2 separate regions of the Gossypium hirsutum genome follow, and region 1 is linked to region 2. A link is a contact called in public Hi-C data. All regions are on one chromosome and are shown on one strand. Each heading gives the region's core, a stretch centred on a gene start, on an enhancer-like site or on the middle of the called end of the contact. The rest is flanking DNA. Distances are from core to core; before and after follow the strand shown. Region 1 holds the start of LOC107928803. Region 2 holds the start of LOC107928787 (protein NONRESPONDING TO OXYLIPINS 2, mitochondrial).

Evidence for each region. A called contact is a pair of places that touch in the nucleus more often than the background predicts.
Region 1: a Hi-C map of leaf shows a contact between it and region 2, with 2.0 times the contacts expected there. The contact joins the promoter of LOC107928803 here to the promoter of LOC107928787 in region 2. A contact is called at or near these places in 7 of 34 Hi-C or Micro-C datasets (callus, leaf and petal).

Annotation. Positions count from the first base shown.
Region 1 is chrA12:4,414,658-4,417,551 of Gossypium_hirsutum_v2.1, reverse strand. It overlaps LOC107928803, which reads right to left and starts at 1,328. Exons shown (of 4, transcript XM_016860081.2): 1 at 1,002-1,328.
Region 2 is chrA12:4,078,467-4,081,552 of Gossypium_hirsutum_v2.1, reverse strand. It overlaps LOC107928787 (protein NONRESPONDING TO OXYLIPINS 2, mitochondrial), which reads left to right and starts at 1,306. Exons shown (of 3, transcript XM_016860056.2): 1 at 1,306-1,590; 2 at 1,665-1,783; 3 at 2,258-2,614. The coding sequence starts at 1,466. The coding sequence ends at 2,277. LOC107928762 (BTB/POZ domain-containing protein At3g05675) reads right to left here. Exons shown (of 2, transcript XM_016860032.2): 2 at 2,803-3,086. It also overlaps the pseudogene LOC107928778.

The sequences.
Region 1 (2,894 bases), core at 79-2,578, 340 kb before region 2:
TTAGGTTCCAAAACAAAATTCAAAGAAATTAGAAATCAGAAATTAAAAAACAAAAGAAAATCCAAATCTAATGCTCATAAAGGCCAGTAAATGGGGCTTAGTGGAATTGAAGGATCAACAAATTATATGCGTAACTAATTACCCAATTTCAACCCATAAAGCAGGGAACCTCAGACGTGTAAATTAGAAACCTTAAGGTTGAAGCAGCCAAAGAGTTCTTCGATTGCACTAGTTAAACCCTTATGATCAATCCAGGCTCCCAAAGTTACAACGTTTGGTCCCTCCTACGAATTTTAAACTGGATAGCACGATCCCACATATACTATAAAAGCGATATATTTTACAAAATCAAGCAATCCGTAGTTAAATTTCCAAAAAGGTTGATTTTAGCATATTATTGTTTGATTGTTCCTAGTAGGAAGATAAATTTAGGATTATTATTAATTTTCTTGTTTAGAACCTATATATTAGGCATTGATCTTTTCTCCATTGGTATTGAAAGTTCTTCTAAATATTTAATTATTATTTTGTTCTGTATCCAAAAAAACATATATTATTTTCGTTAAAAACTAACTTAATTACCAATAAACAAATATTTAATTATCTATTAGAAAGGACGTTTCACATTGTAACGTAACGTATTTATAATAAATAAAGAAGTACATTTGGATTCTGGAGTTCATTCCATGAACCGAATCTATCCTTTTCAAATAAAGAAGAAAAAGAACAGCACAAAAAAGACTACTTACTCATCCTTTCCCTTATTTTATATTTCATCGCTACTAATAAAACGGATTGTACTGTTCCGTAAGCAAAATTAGAGAAACATAACTCATAAACTACTAAAGCAGAGCAGGTAGTAAAAAATCGGAAGAAGTCGAAACGAGTAAACAAGCTCCATGCACCAACTAAACAACAACCGAAGATGCTAAAAGAAAGCAGTATTAAAGCGAGCAAGCAATAAAGAGTAAAAATTAAGTCAAAACCGCGTAAGAACTCACCTCAAAAGGCTGAGAAAGAGGAATCAAGAGTTCATGAAGAAAAGAAAGAAGGAAGATGAAGGAGAAGAGCAAGAGTGAAGCACAGATCCATGGAGAATATAAGATCAGAAAATAAGGAAAAATATATAGTTAAATTGGGGAATTTTGAGAATTTGTGGACGGTGGAAGAGATAGAAAAAGGGGGAGGGGGGAATGAAGGACGGGATGTAATTGGTGAAAGAAGGAAAGAAATGAAAGGAAAAAGAAGGCATCTTAGGAAGCCGAGAGCCACATTTTCACGTGTCTTTAGCGAGTCGAGCCGATGAAATTTGGGAGCTGAATTAAACCAGGGTCCCACACACCTGCACTTTTCTATTCATATATTTTTAATGAGTTTTTACTTTTTGACGCGAATTATTGTTGTAATGAAAATGCTAATTTATTAATTCAATTGCACCATGCTGTCCTATCTATATGACACAAGCAAAAGATATGTATTTTAATGATATGACAACGAAAATAAAGTTAGGGTGGAGCCAAAAAAATTTTTTAAGGGGATCTCATAAAATTTTAATTTTTTATGGTTTATATTTTTATAATTGGTAAAAGGTTAAGTTAAATTTTTATAATTTTAGGATGGGTCAAAATATAATTTTATTTTTATTAATTTAAAATTTTTAAAAAAATATAAAGTCTTAAAATAAAATTTTCTATTTTAAGGGGCCCGAAGCCCATGCCAACCCTCCTTGACTACGCCCCTGGATAAAGTTAATCAAATTTTAATATAAATTAACATTCTAATTAGCATTTTAATTTGAATTTAGAATTCTAATACAAAGTTGATTCATTTTCTTGATTTTGAAATTTACCAAATTTAACAATATTTGTTTTTTTCGAAATCTATGTTTTTAAATTGGCTCTTAGGAAATTTGGACCCACAGTAATATTGCATCCTTTTGAGTTGCACCAACTTATGATATTATATATATGATTTCTCTGTGTAAAGGTATATAGTCCAAAACCTTTTTACATGTTGGCTCCGAAATATCTTCTTCCCTTTCAAAATATCTTTATTTGTTAAGAATAATAAAAAAATCCCCAAAGGTCTCGCATCATTAGACCAGAGTTGGAGGGTTTGGGTTTAAACCAAAAAATTTCAAACGACTTGTTTTTTAAACAGATTGAGTTTTGAGACTCAAATTTACAAAAGAAATATTACTTTTTTGCTGGTATTTTGTCATTATTTTATTGGCGTTTCGTTATCATTTTGTTATTATTATTTGAATATAGTATAATTCTTATTTTATTATTAATTTTGTTATTATTTTAAATGTATTTACTTGTTAAGTTGTACTTATATTAGTGTTATTTAAGTGTAAATAATTTTTTTAATTTAATTTCAATTTGTTGGGAAATATTTATTTTAATATTTTTAGTGTATTTAATGTATTATATATTTTTAATTTTTTATATAAAAAAATAATATAAAAAAATTAATACGAACAAGTCGAGCTGAACTTAAGTTTTAGTGTCTTTTGTTTGAACCGGACCCGAACCTAGAAAACAAACATAAAATTCTATTGAAGCCCGATCCATAATCACTTCTACACATCATATATGATATATATTAAATAAATACATTTATAAATGATCATTAAATAAAACAAAACAAAACAAAATAAAGTAAGAACCCTTCTATCCTCTCTTGCAAGTTTATTTCATAAGTTGAGAAGCTCTCGGGTTAATCTTAAAACAATCAAATAGTTTAAAATAATTTTAATTCGATTAATCTACAGCAATTTTATTCAAATTCAAATAACATTTAAAATATATAATCAATTTAATTATTTTTGTATTCAATTACTAATCAAGTGGTGAATTGTGACAAAGCACAATCAACCTAATTAGGAATCT
Region 2 (3,086 bases), core at 57-2,556:
AAAGAAGTACTTGAAAGTCAGCATGAGGCCCCTAACCATTTCAATTAGAAACAATGTGTTTATGCTTCGCTCAAAAACTGTCATTGAGAAGAATATAAAAAGACATTAATTGAAAAAGATAAAATTGAACTACTAACAAGAAATAGAGACAGAAACATTTCAGTGCACACTATATTACCAGAACTCCAGTCTTTAGAAATCTCCTTTGCAAGCTGCTCTCTTTCTACATCATCTGCAGTTAATACACATGAAAACACACATGAACCAAGACATCTTATATCAAGCAAAAGAACAGCCTTAAAAATAGAAGTCCCATCAAACACTAGGATTGATGGTCATGCATGGAAGAAAATTGTTAAAGCATTTCTTATGATTTCCATGGAGAACCGTGGTGGAAAACTGAAAGGCATTTATTCCCCATCGCATGCTCTTCCAAAACTCAAAACATATCTCCCCATTAATAACATAAAATAATTCATAATCTTCACTTTCCATCCATATTCCAGAGAATTCTTAATACTTTTCCAATTTCAAGATAGCTATAGCTATAATAAAAAGGAAGATCAAAGAGGGAGTAAGGCAAGACCTTTCTTGTGCCGTAGGAGTGCGAACTGAGTTGCAGACCATAGTTTTGTAAACCTTGCAACGCTTGCCCCGACACAGCTTATAAGTACATAACCCAAAAGAATCAGTAAAATATCCAAAAAGAAAAAATACAAGTCCCAGAAAAATCATAACAACGTTGATGACAAATAATCAGTGAGGTTCTGTTAATACATAATAGCTTTTGAGCCGATGGATAAAGCAATTAAAACAGGAAAAAACGAGAGTTTAATTTATGGAAATTGAAGTAAAACAAAAGAGAATAAAATTTTAAATTATATACAACAGAGGTAAAGTCTCTAACCTAAATCTACATATGAGCCTCGTCTTTTTCCACAACTTCATTTCTGTACATTATCAGGTGCCAGAAAACTAACATTTTAATTCCCGCTGGCTATGAACAAATTCTAATGAATAATCAATTCCATGATTATATAAATCTAAGGTATGGATCAAAAGGAGAAGAGGAAAGTGAGCTCTTACGAGGTGTCGAGCTCGGAGAGCATTGAGAGAATTACGAGCGAATATCGCAGCCATTGATTTTGATTGTTGATGGCGTTGATCTCGATCGGAGCTGTAACTAAGCTTCTCCTCCCCACCTCATTAATCGGGTATTTTCTCTTTTCAGTTCTTTACGACATCGTTTTATCCTGCGCTACATTAATATGGACTTATGAATGTCCAGCTCAAAGAAAGTAGGGCCCAATGGCCCAAGAAGAACATTTCAATCCAACAGCGTCATTTCGAAGGAGCTCAGGATCTCAAATCTCTGAGCCGATATTTTTAGGGTTTAAGGAAGACACCACTGCCAGCCTCCCGGTGTTTGTTTCAACTCTCCACCCAATTTCCAAACCAGCGAGAGATGGCGTCGTTTTTCGGATCAGCAATGCGGGCTGGCTCGAGGACCCTAGCTTCTCGGTCTAAAACCCTAACTGTAAAGAGCCTAATCCCAAATCCTTCAACAAGATCCCTCCCTCGCGCCTCAAGGTACTTGCTTTGTGTTTTTTCCATCTAAATTTTTTTATCAAATTCTTAACTTCATTTTTTTTTAAATTTTAAAGGATTGTTTCGGCGTTGGGAGGATTAGAGTCGATGATGCCACTTCATAGTGCCATTGCATCTGCTCGCCTGCAATCAAGCATAGCCGTCGATTCCTCCTGTTGGAGCTGCCTCTCTCAAGGTTTTTCTTCTATACCTTTTAAAAGAAACAATTGTTTAATATATCAATGTCTCATCAACGTTATAGTTGTTCTGTTGGTTCAAGTTTTTTTATGCTACAATTGGGTATAAATTTCAAATGCAGTATAGTTTTTGTTGCAAGTTTAGGAATGAATTATCCTTCACTTCCCTACGTTCCCTTTGACGTTATTCAAGAATCCGAAGTAGAAACTGTATATAGAAATTGACTTCCAATGCTCTTAGCTGTAATTGTTTTGAGGAATTATATATGTAAAAATATGTACTAATTTCTAGTAATAATATGGGCTTCGGATTGTTAGCTTGAAGTATTTGAAGACAACCGTGTGATCTGCATTGTTATAATGCTGTGTTCTAATGGTCATGGAATAAAACTTGACTATCCATGAAAGCATGTTGTTTGATGTACAAACATAGCTGTTCTACTTCTAACTTGGTTTTCTAATTCATGAAATAGGACTTGCAACACCCTTGTGACAAAGCTGGATACTTTGTGGGACTGGGACATTAAGAGCATAGGGTCTTTGTTTTTGAAAGCTCTGTCAAGGGATTTCTGACAACTGAAACTTCTTCAGCTCCAATGTCTTAGCAAATGATTAGCTACCTTTGCAGCATATTGGGGGGTTTTGTTGTTGATTTGTGATGCATCTGATTTAGACCTTTTATATGCTTTGGAGGAATCACTGCCCAAAGCAAAATCCATTTTACTTTATTTACAAAGTGAACTTCTAAGCTTTCTTGCTCTTAACTTTTTTTTCAGTATTCATGTATTTGATATATATCTGGACATGAAAAGAACAATAAGATTTTTTAAGGTGCACCTAATTCATGAAAAACCATGAAAACAATGGACGCACACACACACGTGTACTAATAGCGTAGTTTGCTTTTCTCATTTACTAAATCAATTTTCATTTCAGATCACTTTGACTTAACATTGTAAATTTTTTAGTTCAAACCACTCAAGATAGTATTTTGACTAATAAAAGAACAGCAGCGAGATAAATCAATAACGCCCTGCATTTAACTTTTAATTGATAAATCAATTTATACATACCACTATTTCATGGTGGAATATTCAAATATTGTTAGCTATAACCTCACTTTGAACACATAGAATAGTTATAAGTCATCGAGTAACCGAACAATGTCAACAATCTTATCTCCTTTCCAGCCAACAGTAACTTTCACGTTTAAGACTAGGTAAAAGAGGTGCATTGCAGCCTCAAGCTATATTATCTTCTTCTTCTTTCTTTTCTTGTATATATTAACACATTGGGAAATAT